2 separate regions of the Hordeum vulgare genome follow, and region 1 is linked to region 2. A link is a contact called in public Hi-C data. All regions are on one chromosome and are shown on one strand. The core of a region is the stretch at or near the end of the contact, and the rest is flanking DNA. Distances in the headings are between cores, read along the strand shown. Region 1 holds the start of LOC123448536. Region 2 has its middle 270 kb from the start of LOC123448536.

Region 1 (7,206 bases), core at 4,298-6,797, 280 kb after region 2:
GCTCGACTACATCGGTTCGTTTGCTTCACGCAGTCATTCTTCTTCTCAGCGGGATCTCAGGCAACATGACCATTTCCCTAGATACCATTACTATCATTGCCATGCTAGTTTTACCGTTTCTATCGTTATGTCTCGTTGCCTACCACCTGTTGAATAACAGTCTCTCAACAATGCCATGAAAACCTTCAACATGTTCACAACCTAGCAAACCACCGATTGGCTACATTACCGCTTGCTTAACCAGGTGTTAGCGTTGCTAGTTGTCGGTGCAGTTGCTTCCATGTGACAACATGGGTTCCTTGTTAGATCACCATATTAATGCTATTTTATTTAATGCACCTATATACTTGGTAAAAGGTGGAAGACTCGGCCTTTCTAGCCTGGTGTTTTGTTCCACCTTTGCCCCCTTAGTTTCGACTACCGGTGTTATGTTCCATAATTGAGCGCTCCTAACATGATCGGGGTTGTTATGGGACCCCCTTGATAAAAATTTTTAGATTAAAGCTGGTCTCGCAAGGCCCAACTTTGGTACTACATTTTCCTAATAACCTAATAAAATTGCATAGGGACTTTCCGGACCCGGAGGATAATTAATCAACCCCCGGGCCAGTGCTCCGCATGAGTGTTGGTCCCACCTGAGCGATGTCCGACGCCCTCTGGTCACTCAGGGTTTAGCGATCCCGACGTCTAGCTCATCTGTCGTGTCCTGAGAACGAGATACGCGGATCCTATCGGGATCATCGACACGTCGGGCGGCCTTGCTGGATTAGTTTTACCTTTGTCGAGATATCTTGTGCATCGGGATTACGGTGATGCTTTGGGTAATCTCAGAGTTGAGGTTTTCCACTAAGGAGTCCGATGAGATTGCGAGCTTCGTGATCGAGGATTTCTATGCGGCTTGTGGTAATTTGCAATGGACTAGTTGGAGCACCCCTGCAGGGTTAAATCTTTCGGAAAGCTGTGCCCGCGGTTATGTGGCAACGTGGAAACTTTTTTTAACACTGGTTCTAGAGAACTTGAAGTTAACTTATAAAACATGCCAACTGAGTGCGTAACCGTGATTGTCTCTTTCGTGAGTTCCTTCTCCGATCGAGGACACGGTGGAGTTATGTCTGACGTAGGTAGGTGTTCAGGGTCATTCATTTGATCATCAGTAGTCACGTTCGCTATGAGTAGATCTTCCCCCTCTTATTTCTTGTACTCGTAAGTTTAGCCACCAAATATATGCTTAGCCGCTGCTACAACCTCACCACTTAACCTTACCTCACCCATTAAGCTTTGCTAGTCTTGATACCTTTGGAAATGAGATTGCTGAGTCCCCTGTGGCTCACAGATTACTACAACACCAGTTGCAGGTACAGGTAAAGGTTACTTGACGCGAGCGCGTTGATTGTTCATTTGGAGTTGCTTATTCTTCTTCATCGATTTAGGATGGGTTCCAGGCCGGTAGCCTGGGATAGCAAGGATGGACGTCGTTCTCTTTTCTCATTTGTTTTCGTCTGTAGTCGGACCCTGCTCTTGTTCGTGATATTTATGTATTGTACTGCAGTGACTGTGATGTAGCTTGTGGCGAGTGTAAGCCAATTCTATGTATCTCATCTTTTGAGTACATGTACTTGTAACGATATTCATTCTTGCGAAACGACGAGATGCGCTTCTATCCCTGACGAGGCCTTCGTGCCAAATTAAGGATAGGGTCGCATCTTGGGCGTTACATGTGTGTAGAAACATCAGCAGCTTGGGACAGATGGACGAGCTCGGGTGTGAGACCAACATCCGCTACGAGCTACTGCAGCTCCATGATTAGGAGGGTTCAGAGGAACGGCGGGCGGCTATACGTGCTGCACCTGACGACGGGACGGCATGTCTGTCTGCTATCGCTCGGCGGGGACGAGGCGTGGCTGTGGCACGATCGCTACGACCATGTGAATTTCCTTGCATTACGGGACTTGGGCCGGCTCGGCATGGCTGTCGACGTCCCCATCGTCGATCGTGTCGACCAGGTGTGCGACACGTGCATGCTCGGCAAACAACATCGGCTGCGATTTCCTCAGGCCATGATGTACCGCGCCAAGCGCGCTCTAGAGCTCGTCCACGGTGACCTCTACGGTCCAATCAAGCCGGCGACCGCGGGAGGTAACCACTATTTCCTGCTCATCGTTGATGATTTCTCACGGTTCATGTGGCTTGAGTTGCTCCAGTCCAAGGGTGAGGCGTTCGATCGCTTCAAGAAGATCAAGGCTTGGGCTAAGGCCGAGTCGAGCTGCAATCTCCTAGCTTTCTGATCGGATTGAGGAGGCGAGTTCAAGTCGATCGACTTCCGCAAGTACTACGACGATGTAAGATCAAGCACCGCACGACCGCGTTGTACACGCCTAAGAAAAACGGTGTCGTCGAGCGACGCAACTAGACAGTGGTTGAGATGGCCTGTTATCTCATGAAGGCTATGGTTGTTCTAGCGGTGTTCTGGGGAGAGGCGATGAAGACTGCAGTCTATCCCCTCAACCGTGCTCCCACACGCAGCCTCGATGGACTTCTGTCATACAAGGCCTCGCACAAGAGGAAACCGATGGTGGACCATCTTCGCATCTTCGGGTGCATGGCGCATGTGAAGCGGCTCGGCCCCGGTATCGACAAGCTAGCCGACCATTCCACATCGATGATCTTTTCGGGTACGAGGACGGCACCAAAGCTTACAGGGCCTACGATCCGTCGAAGAAGCGGGTGATCGTAACCCGCGACGTGACGTTCCAGGGGCAGAGGAAGTGGGGCTGGACTCCCGCGCCGATGGAGAGGCCACGGTCCCGGTAGAACATCTTGTGGTCACCTACATCGACTAAGACCACGATGTCCAGACCATGCCGGCTCGTGCCGGCTCCTCGACGGCTGACCCTATCCCAAACCGTGACACACACTCGTCCTCTACAGCGGCACAAACGCCCCTTGCGGACATGGCAGACACCTCGTCTGCGTCCATGGAGGATGGCTGGGCCACGTCGCCGGACGACGACATGGAGCTCCACGACCTCGATCACACTCCAGCTCAGTACCGCAAGATGAAACATGTGCTCACGGAGCTGGATGCGGTGGCAAGAGAAGAACATGTCGGGCTTTGCCTTGTCACTACGGAGGAGCCTAGCAGTGTCGACGAGGCGCTCGAAGAGGCGTGTTGGTAGCGCACCATGGACGCCGAGCTCGCGGCGATCCATGATAATGGGATGTGGGAGCTCGCCATGCTCCTGCCCGACCGCATGGCCATGGGGATCAAGTGGGTTTACAAGGTCAAGAGGGACGCTGTCAAGAACATTGTGAAGCACAAGGCGAGAGGCATGGATTATGACGAGGTGTTTTCCCCGGTGGCGCGCATGGAGACCGTGCGGTTGCTGCTAGCGCTCGCGGCGCATCATGGGTGGAAAGTCCATCACATGGACGTGAAATCAGCGTTCTTGAATGGGGATCTTCGCGAGGAGGTCTACGTGCATCAGACGCCAGGCTTTGTCAGCACCGACGACGAGGGAAAGGTGTTGCGACTCTGGAAGGCATTGTACGGCCTGAAGCAGGCGTCGCGGGCATGGAATGCAAAGCTTGATGTGTCGCTCATTCCGCTCGGTTTTGAGCGAAGTCCTCTTGAGCACGCGGTGTACATGAGGGGCACGGGCGCGTCGACTCTACTCATCGGCGTCTACGTCGACGAGTTGATCATCACCGGCACCGGAAACGAGGAGATAGCTGTGTTGAAGGAGCAGATGAAAAATATGTTTGACATGTGAGACCTTGGGCTCCTCACCTACTACCTCGGCATAGAGGTGCAACAGAAGGCTGGCGAGATCACCATATGCCACAGCGCGTATGCCACCAAGATCATGGATGCTGCTGGGATGAGGGGGTGCAACCCCTTTGACACACCTATGCAGAATCGGCTGAAACTTGGGAAAAGCGGCGTTGGCCAAGCCATGGACGCCACACGGTACATGAGCATCATCGGGAGTCTTCGGTACCTCTGCAACACGAGGCAAGACATCTCGTTCGCTGTTGGCATGGTTAGCAGGTACCTGAAGGCGCCGACGGCGGCGCACTAGGCTGCTGTCAGGCAGATCTTGCGCTACATCAACGGGAAGATGGACTAAGGCTGCTGCTACAAGCAAGGTGGTGTAGCAGTGCCGAAACTGATTGGCTACAGCGACAGTGATCACGCCGACGGTGTTGACAATCGGCGGAGCACGACGGGAGTGGTGTTCTTCCTCAACTCCAGTCTGATCACGTGGACCTCTCACAAGCAGAAGGTCGTCGCCATCTCGTCATGCGAGGCCGAGTATATGGCGGCGGCAACCGCAACTTGCCAAGACATGCGGATGTGCATGCTCCTCGGCGAGCTCAACGTCGATTTCAACGAAGGCGAAGCTGCGCGTCAACAACAAGTCGGCAATTGCTTTGAGCAAGAACCCGGTGCACCATTGATAGAAGTAGGCATACCGACATATGCTACCATTTTATTCGTGAGTGCATCAAAGACGACAAGGTGGAAGTCAACCACGTTGGGACTGACAGACAGCTTACGGATTTCCTCACCAAGGCGCTAGAGCGAATCAAGTTCGTTGAAATGCGACTCAAGGTTGGCGTTATCATGGTGAGCACCACACGTCGGGAATTAGGGAATGAAATGTTGAACATGTACTTCTATCACGTGTGCGTGTACACGCAGAGACCGAGTTTTTTTCCTGTTAGCATTAGCTAGATTGGTGCGGCTGTAGTAGACTCGGCACGCGCCCACCTCGCATGAGTCGTACGACGTGGGATGGCACGTCCGGTAGGCTGGGTAGCGACGGGGGATTTCAGTTTCAGTCGTTGTGCATATAGCTGGCCAAACGGGCCGGTCTGCGAGCCCGCCGGCACGGCAAGGCACGGGCGACTTAAACGGGCCCGTACCAAACACGGAGCCCGCCTCGAGCCGTGCCTGGGCCTGAAGGCTGGGCACACGAGCCGGCACGACACGACCCGTTTACATTTTTTATTTACATATTTATATATATATATATACAACGTATAAAATAGCCCAATAAGCCAAAATCAGTTAAAAACTACCTAAAAAGGCATAAAATCGTGCTTAACGTGCCGACGGACCGACTCGTTTAGCTCCCGTGTCGTGCCTAGCCAGGAGGCTGCGCACATGGGCCGGCACGGCACGGCCCGACTAATATACGTGTCTGGACGGGGCCCGTTTGGCCAGCTATGATTGTACAAATAACTATGAGCTAATGAGAAAAGTTGCATTCAGAAAAAAAAAAACACCCTGTGTCATCTTCCTCTCGCCGTTGCTCCCGCTAGCCAGAGAGGGTGTGAGAGTTGGCCAGTTCCAACAGTGGAATCGCTCGGCGCTGGATCCACCAGAATCCGTTGGATTCACAGGCCACTCCCGACCCGTCCATTCAGCCGAGAGAACCAACGGCAGAGAGCGCCCGGCCCCGCTGAAGACGCCACGTGGAGGCTGAGGAGCGCGCAGCAACCGACCTCGTCCGCTGAACCGCTCGCTCCCTACCCCACCATGTGAAGCAGACACCAGGGCCCACCCTCTCCTCCTCCACACTCTCGCACACACTTCTTCACTTCTTCGACTCCTCCGATCTCTCCACTCAGAGTCCAGCAGAATGGCGACCAACTCCGCCTCCATCATTCCCGCCGCTTCCCACCTTCATCGCTTGCACGGACGCCTCCTCCTCCATGCTCGACGTGGAGCCGGGCAGCGGGTCGTCGTTGTCCGCGCGGTCTCGGGGGATGGGGGTCGAGGCGGGGGGCCCTCGTACCTGGACATGTGGAAGAAGGCAGTGGATCGTGAGAGGCGCTCGGCGGAGCTCGCGTACCGGCTGCAGCCGTCTCCGCCGCCGGCGGAGGCGGAGGCTGAGGCGCCCCCGCAGGCGGACGTGGAGCGGAGGACGGCGCGGTTCGAGGAGATGCTGCGGGTGCCGCGGGAGGAGCGCGACCGCGTGCAGCGCACCCAGGTCATCGACCGCGCCGCCGCCGCTCTTGCCGCCGCGCGCGCTGTACTCAAGGAACCGCCGCAGTCCTCGCCAACGCCGCAGCCGCACAAGCCGACGCCGGCCACCGGAGTGGCAGAGCCGGGCAACGTTTTTGATTCACGCAAGGCTGCAAAGGGGCTGGAGGATCAGGGTTCCGGGCAGGATAGCCTACCGGCGGCGTCGAACTCGGAAAAAGGTAGGACCACTAGGGGCACGTGACTTTGCTTTTGGCAGCTCCCGTGAACATCGCACTAGCTTCGTGTTTCGCCTAATAAAAGAAAGCCTGACATAAGCAAAGGTAGTACAATAGTTCAAAAAGAGTTTGGCATGAATGGCCAATCCAACAAATAAATCCAATAAAATTAAGGGTGAAATTGTCTACTGAAACTGAAACGGAAGCGATGAATGATATTTCTCTCGACTGTCTCAGTTCCTACCAATAGCACGCACTGACATAGTTGCACCCGGTCTCTATACTGTGTAGTTGCATTTGTGCTTATTTGGAAAGTATAATTCTGGTAAGGGCCAAGTGGATTTATCAGTTGAGTTGGATACAAAAACTAGAGTTATGTCTGCATAACCATTCTAGTAGTACAAGAATGAACATTACCAATTGACAAGCATATTATGTCCCATTACTTAAATTAACCCTTATCAGAAATGGATGTCCTTCTTGATTTTTTATTCTATTGGGTGGGACAGTTTCGGTGCAACTTGCTAGTCTTACGCGTATTGGAAAATTGTTATATTTTTCTGTATCTACTGCTGTCACTAGAGTGATTACAGTAAAGAAAAAAATACCCATTACATTCTGAAGATGATGTGGATACTGGATCAGTTATGATAATACTATGTTGATTTTAGATATTGAGGTCTTAGGCTATGTCCATTTTGTGACACTGTTAGTTTCATGCTGCGGCAATGCTGTTGTATTAGCATTCTTGAAAAGAATACTGTTGTACTCCCTCTGTACCTCTCCCTAACTACAATTATTTAGGTACAGAGGAAGTATAAAGGACACCATCAGTATTACTGGGGTGCTTTTTAACTGCAAACTTCTATTTATTACAACATCCTCCGTTCCATGTGAAATTATGCTTCTGCCCTGACACCAGTAATCTCCTATTTACTCAGTGACAAACTCTGGGGATTCATATCCTTCCAAACAGGCAAGTTCCAAGCTTGGTACTCC
Region 2 (7,645 bases), core at 1,334-3,833:
TTGAAAAGAGAACGAATGAAGGTATGTCCTTGTCATCCGACTGATACTCCATTGCGTCATCTTGCCTTATCCGACTGACGATGTTTTGTCAGATCGCCTTTCTGAGAGGCTGAAGAATTCCATTTCTTTAGTGACCATGAAGTAAGCCCTTGAGAAGAGGAATGATGAACTTGCATCTTCTTGGAAGGAGGCCAAAGAGGAAACCCTCGCGGGTGAAGCCAAACTCAAATCAGTTGTGGATCTCGAGGAGGATAATCGGCTTTTGATAGCCAGTGCAGAGAAAACCATGACGGAGTTTGCTGAGTTGAAGAAACATTACGTCCAATGGGAAGCCAACCTTGAGAAGGCCGCTGCCCAAAAGGCTGAGCTGGAGAAGTTCGTCGAGGACTTCAGCGTGGAGCACTGTGAGAAGCTCAAAGGAACGTTAAATGTCCGAATACTTTTCCACGATCATTCTGAAATTTCCGACTGGCGTTTCTCATCCCCCATTTCTGTTGAGTGTAGCCTTTGCTCTGTAACACCCAAAAATCGGTTATCGATTTTTGTGCTGGTATTCCTTCCTAGCTTTTCTCTTGCAAAATTTTCCTGTGGAATTTGGCAAATGACCAGGTGAATCCAGTCTATTATCAAGCTCTTAGTGCTTTTCCCATGTCCTTGTGCCAGCTTACCCTTCTTGAGTAAACCCCGAACCTCTTTCAAACCCTAGCTCCGAAATATTGGAACTGGGAATCCTCCCTTTGTGTTTACAAAGGAGCTATCATTTCCTTTGCTCTGTTAATCCTCCCAAATTTCCATAGACCATTCTTCCCTCATAAACCCTAGATGTGCAAAAATATTGCCAAGTTATATGCAATATTTCTTCTCCAGAATTATTCCTCTTTCTGCCTTTCTGAGGAATTAAATCCAAGAAATCTATCCATCTCCCAAGGTCATGAAAACTTGTGAGATATTCTTTGTGATCATATGAAGCTCTCATAAAATATTGGCCATTACTAAGTGAGGAAAATTGCCTTTTTCCTATTTAAAGACAATATTCCAATTTAGGGCCTTTCCCAAGGAACTACCATTTTGGTAGCTAGGAAAAATCACAAATAATTTGTGGAGCTTCTAATATCCATATATTCATCATTTCCATCAAAATATCAAGTCTCCCAGTTCAAAAATTGAGCACAACATCCCTTTGCAAATTCTGTCCAGATTCCGTGTTTGCGAAGGAAGTGCTTGATTCCTTGATTCCCTTGAGCTGAAATTTTGTAGGGTAGTTCATTATGATAAATTACTCTTGTCCACCAAAATTTAGTTCATTCCATCAATCCATCCTTCTTCAACAATTTATCTAAGTTTATGTCCAGACGGGAGCACTGTGAAGGAAGTACCATTTATATTTATGCAATTGGTATGACACGTTTACAGTGATTCCATATGCCTAAATCATTGGTCTCCTCCAAATTTGAGACATTTCCATCTATTCAATTGACCCCAGCATCAGCTTCTTCAATTCTGGTCAGATTGCCAAGTTACAAAGGAAGTGTTAGTTAGGCATGCCCATTTGAGCTAAACTTTTGCCAGGATAGTGACCTCAGTGAATGGTCAACCTCAGCTAACGATCAGGCCAAGAGGTGCATTGTTGTGGCCACACCACAACACAACACCTTGTTGTTGGATTCTTGTTGAGCAAGGAGAGGTCACACCAGAGCTGTAGCATGAAGTTTGATGGGTCAGCTCATCTCAGGAAAGCTTCGAGAACACCCTAGACATGTTTTGGCTGCGTGTGCTGCATGGCAACGCCGTGGCCACATGGTCACCATGGGCAGAGCATGCCAAACCGGAGCTCTAAGCATTGGAGTCTTCGGGAGGGCATGCTCCAATGCTTAGAGCGCTGTGAAGATGCAGCCCACATGGTCACCGCGGCTGCATGGTCACCATGGGCACATCTAGTGGGTTCTAGCTTGTCCTCGAGTGCCGGCGAGTTGCGCATCGCACGCGTGATCCATCCAGAGGCTTCTCCCGCTCGTTCCCTAGCTGGGGGAGCGCTGTGAAGATGCAGCCGCGGCACCGCGTAGCCCGAAGCTTCGGTCGTCGGCGAGCACCATCGCGAAGCTTCTCCCGAGCCTATTTAAGAGCGTTCCTGAACCCCCTCCTGTCGAGCAGCAAGCCCCAAATCCATCCCTAAGCTCTTGGAGATCCATAGCCCTCGAATGGCCGAAGTCCCGCAACCTCTCCCCTCACCCACTTCTGTGCCCCGGTCGACTCCCGAGCCCTGGCGACCACGTGCGGACGCGGCCGGGCACCGCGAACTTGCCCCGCCCCTCCACGGACGTTGCCGTGGCCCTGCGCGTCGGCATCGAGCCCGGCTGGCACCGGCTCTGTCCTCTGTCGCAGTGGTGGCGCTGTGGTCCGCCTCCGGCGACCCCGCGACCGCCCCCGGGCGCGGCGTGAACAGCAGAACCCCTGCACCCTCCGGCTGGCACTCCCTCGCGGCGGAGCAATGGCAGCCGCGACGGACGGCGCTCTCCCCTGCCTCCCTGTCGTGTTGGAGAAGAAGACGGGAGGAGAGAGAGAGAGATAAGGCGGGCCCCTCCCGTCAGAGAGAAAAAAGAAGTCAACCCCCGGCCCGCGGTCCGGTTAAGTGGAATCGTATTCAAGTTAATACATGTTCCCTTTTTTAAAGCGTACTTTGCTTCGGCCGGAAGCCATAATACTTTTTCTCTGAACTGAAAACGTACTACCGGAAATACGCTTTCTATTTATACCCCGCCGACCGAAATGGCTAGTTTGTGGACGTTCGTCAGTTAGCAGCAGAAATGAAAACATTTCTATTTGTTTCTGTGCCTAACAATCGAACGACCATAACTTTGCGACTGTAACTCCGATTGAGGTAAAACCAGCGCCCACGGTTTCGTCTCGTCGAGCCCGTTTCAATAATACCATTTTCATAATATATTTACACAGTAGAAATGATTGTTTTGCCCTTGCCCTCCGATTGAGCCTTTCGGGAGGGAAACCTCTCCTACAAATATTCCCGACATGTTATCGCGCTTCTTCCCGGAGTATCCGTCGACCCCAGGGAAGCCAACCTCTTATCATTAGCTTCGAACTTGTGTGATGACTTTGCTTTCACCTTGTGTGTTTATCTGTATCACCTGTTAACCTGCATTTGCATACACCTGTGATGTTATCGGTAGTAGCTACTAGCAATCACTCTTCATCTAATACCATGACTTGTTTGCATATTAACATGATAATAATTATTTTGACATGATAGTATTAGGGTTTGATCTCAAGCCATGATTATCAACACTATTGTTTTGCTATGCTATTGTTTAGCACTTACATTTGTCGAGGCAGTGGTACGATGATGGATAAGTTGAGTTGGGTTAACAAATGCAACCTAGTTGGTTGATCTTGAGTCACCTGTCCGGGCTTATCCGTGCAACCACATTTGCCGTTATGGAACGGCCTTGACTTGGTCTGATCGGTGCAACCACATTTGCCGTTATGGAACGGCCTTGACTTGGTCTGATCGCGTGCACTTTCACCGGTACTTCCAAAGAGGGAGGGTTATGCACGTGCGCTACCCTGATCAGGTAGGCGGTGATAACCTTGTGAGCCAGTTGAGTTGTTTGTGCCGGCGTCCCCGTTTGGGACAGTTTAGTTTGGCCATGACGTGGCAGGTGTCATGCGGACACAGGGCCACCCAGGGCAGGACTCTGGGGGAGGATGATTGCCGGTGGTACGATGGGAGAGTCACGGACCAGATAAGTTTCGTTGGAGCAACACTAGTCCACCCGAATGGGATCAGGAGGTCAGTGCTCCATAGTGTGGGTAAAGTGTGCAACCTCTGCAGAGTGTCAAACCTATTCAAATAGTCATGTCCACGTTATTGGACAGCCCGTCCAGAGCTCAGTAGATAGTCAACCATATCAGAGTTAGTAATGATGGAAGAACTCATCTTGTGAACATCACAGGATGTCGGGAACATGATATGTTACCCAAGAGATGGCTATATGATGAGTAGTCGAATGACCATGTGATGGGATTTGGATCCGTTCAGATTGGATTATGAGTATATCGATAGTTGTGGAATAACCCAGAAGAGAGTAAGTTGACATTCGGTAACAGTAAGTAATTTAAACACTTGTTGTGATCTTTGCCATGCTAGTTAGGTAGATTACATGCTTGATTCATGTTATGTTGTTTTCCTGTTAATTCCATGTCATGCTTAGAATAATTGTTATATAATTATAGGGCTAGCTTTGTTATTTTTTTGTTTGGATGCTATGTATTTGGTTGTCTTGTGAGTATATTTAAAGTACTCACCTGGCCTTGGACGTGGCCAGTTGCAGGAGAAGAATCGTCGTGCTAGATCGTGACCCAGCTAGTCCTGTAAGTTATGGAGCCCAGCCGGAGACGTCGTTGCCACTCTATCAAGACCTCTACTGCCATTTAGTTAGCTTTGGATTTATGTAATATTATTGTAAGCAACAGTATTGTAATACTCCATTATATTAATAAAGCCATTTTTGCCTGAAATTGTTGTATCATGTCTTTGGCGTGCGTCCGGTCTTATCCTGGGGACGGGCGTACGTCGGCCCTCTATCCCTCTATCGGGGTGCCACATGCTGCTCATGTCGAAGAAGAAACAGAGCGAATAGAGAAGGAGCTCGATCCCAAGAGAGGTCTCCTGAAAGACAATGTTGCCTTGTCTCTCCTCAGGCTGGAGGATTGCGTTGATTATGTAGTGGCTTGCTTCCAGCTTCTCCAGTTGGCCATTGGAGAGATCGACCAGGAGGTGGCTGATGAGGACATGACTACCTTTGATATTATCACAGTCATTGCATATGCGTATTTATTTGAGAAGATTTCTGATAAAACTCATGCAATAATTTATTTATGTTATCCAGAACAAAAAATATTTCACCTGTTTTTATTTTATGCCTAAATGCAGAATGGCCGAACACTTGTATGAATCACGTGTGATGACAAGGGAAGAGGAAATGGTTGGATCCTATTCAAGAGGTCCTATCATGTCAAAGGAAATAATTAGTTTATGTTTAAGAAGTTCTCTCACATCACTTTTAGCCAAGAGAAGATAGACTCCAGGTCTTTCATGTTCTGGACTTAGATTCGGACTACACGGACATACCTGTACCAAAACGCCTTCAACTTTTTCATCCGGACTCTGAATTGCGTGATTCGTTTTGAACTGCAAAGTAGATTTTACACGCTTTCAGGCCCAATTGGATTCACCTTCAAATTCGTCCGGAGTATGGATATATAGACCAAACAAAATGACGTTGCACCAGAATCCGAATCAAACAACAAGTCCAAAGGTGTTGCACCACCTCCACTTGGGCCCATAGGCCTTGTACGATCTAGGGTTACTTTTAGGCTGCCTTGGGATGTCCTTCCACCTACTTGGCTGCCACGCCTTGTTCCTATATAAGTAGATCAACCTAGTAGCTTTTTGGTTGGGATTTGTTTAGTTAAAAGTTAGCCATTGCAACTTCGTGTACTTCGTTTGTGTCCAACGACGAGACTAAGACCGCTTTCGGATCACCACCCTTATCAATACTTCATCTATATTCGCAATATTCAGATTGCAATATCATATTTTTTCTTGTTCTTCGATTGCTTGCAGGAATAGACCTTTGTGGTCAGGTTGATCGTGCTCCGACGTGGTCAGTAACCTCTTGGAGATTGGTTTACCGATTGCTAAGGCGCGGCGTTGTGCACGCTTGTAGTCAGATCGTCAAAGTCATCTCCACAAAACCGATAGTTATCATCTCACCGAAAGATCGGGACACCCTCGCCTACATCAAGTGCTCTATCAAGTGGTATCAGTTTTCAGGTTGTTTGGTGAGAATTTCCAGTTATCCCTAGATTATATTTATTTTTCTTACCTATTACCCTAGAAAAAACCAGAAAAATAGTTAGATCTAGTCATCCTTTGTCCAAGCCAGTCTGAGCCTTTGCAATTTTCTTTTTAGTGCTTGCATAGTTGAATTATCGGTTGCATTGTCATGTCAAGTTGCTGGTCTTAGCGTCTAGTCTTTTAGAGTTTCGAGTTCTGTTCACAAATTGTTACGCCGCCGCCGCACCATCCTCATTGCTGCTGCCATATACCACCACCACGCCGTCGTCATCCCTTCCGTTGTCGCCCACCACCATCCATCAATATTCACCACGTCCTTTAATTGTTCATTGTTATTATCATACTTGAGGTCATTCGCATCTCTGCTTGATCCAATCAGCATCTTAATTGTTTGTTCGAGAGAAGAGAAAAAAAGGTGAGAGCAAAAGAAAAAGAGAAAAAAAGTGAGAGAAAAAAGAAGTCACAGAAAAAAAATACAAATTTCGGATCTATCTAGAGTCAATCTCGTATGTGAATTTGCATTGAAAACTATTTTGTGCACTGTTCAGTAAAACAAGTGTATCTTCCTCATACGATGTCCGTTTTGGCTCCGCGAGTATTTAAATTCGAGCTATCGACGATTATTGTTACCTACAAATTGGCTTCTAAATAGGACTTTTGGCCCTCCGAATGTCAGGAACACAGTTTGTCAATATTTTTCAGGTCCGTTCACGATTTTTTTGAGTCCTCATACGATCTCAGAATTGAGTGATTCTTTTTGCATTCGAAAGCTTGATTCAGTAGTATTCTTGAGAAAAAATATCAGAAATTTCACATAATACTTTCAAGAGGAAAGTTCTAGAGATAGTTCTGGTTTATCCTGTTTGGGGTCATTTATCATCACTATCTTTACTGCCATTGTGATCTTCACTTATATCTTCCTATCCAGAGCTACTTCATATCATCCATTGCTGCTATTTGTGCTTTGACGTAACTCCATTAGTGTTCTAAGCTCGCATCTCTAGTACGGTCTAGCCTAGGACCAACACAGTACCGTCGTTGAGCGTTTATTCAGCATTGCATATCTGAAATTGGTAATCTTTTGCTACGATACATTAAGCCTTCCTAGCTCCATATATTTCTACACCGTGTATACATACGTTTACCTGGTAATCGCTTTACTCAATCTTCGGAGATATTGACACTGTCGGTTGCCGGTCACCGCCTGCTGCATGGTAAGAATTTGTAAGACATTGATATTTGCTTTATTGTGAGTGTTTTACCACCACATCCTCGTAGTTCACAGGAACAATATTCATGGATTTTTGTTTCTTGTTTCTACTAGTCATCACAGGATCCAGAGTTGTCAGTTCATGTGCTTCTTTGATCGTGGGAGACGTGCCACCACAACAACTGTTACGAGAGGTGTAGAGAGATACAAATGCACATCATGAGGTTAATGTTTCTATACCACCATTTAATGGCCCTTATGGATCTGCTTTATACATTGAATGGGAATTTGAAATAAATGTTATATTTGCTTCCCATAATTTTGCTGAACATAAGAAAGTTAAGGTCGCGGTTGGTTCTTTCACCGTTTATGCTTTAGTTTGCTGGAGCGAATATTGTCGGCTACACCCTGATTATAGACCTACTACTTGGTAGGATTTGAAACATGCCATGAGACACGCATTCGTTCCTACTTATTATACTCGTGGCATGATTAAAAAGCTACACCATTTAAAACAAGCTAGTGACACCGTAACAAAATATTATGATGATTTACAAACA

Evidence for each region. Hi-C and Micro-C count contacts between places; a contact is called where the count stands out from the background.
Region 1: a contact with region 2 is called in a Hi-C map of seedling, with 4 times the contacts expected there. The contact joins the promoter of LOC123448536 here to the enhancer-like site in region 2. A contact is called at or near these places in 1 of 6 Hi-C or Micro-C datasets (seedling) and 1 of 1 datasets of contacts at active chromatin or transcription factors (embryo).

Annotation. Positions count from the first base shown.
Region 1 is chr4H:303,168,882-303,176,087 of MorexV3_pseudomolecules_assembly, forward strand. It overlaps LOC123448536, which reads left to right and starts at 5,548. Exons shown (of 4, transcript XM_045125466.1): 1 at 5,548-6,210; 2 at 7,149-7,206. The coding sequence starts at 5,646.
Region 2 is chr4H:302,896,143-302,903,787 of MorexV3_pseudomolecules_assembly, forward strand. No RefSeq gene overlaps it. Among protein-coding and RNA genes, the nearest start is that of LOC123448536, 270 kb to the right of the region's middle. Within about 2 kb of position 2,584, at least 3 of the 3 cell types and tissues checked have open chromatin away from gene starts, as enhancers often do. A contact at or near this core is called in seedling, where this site is marked.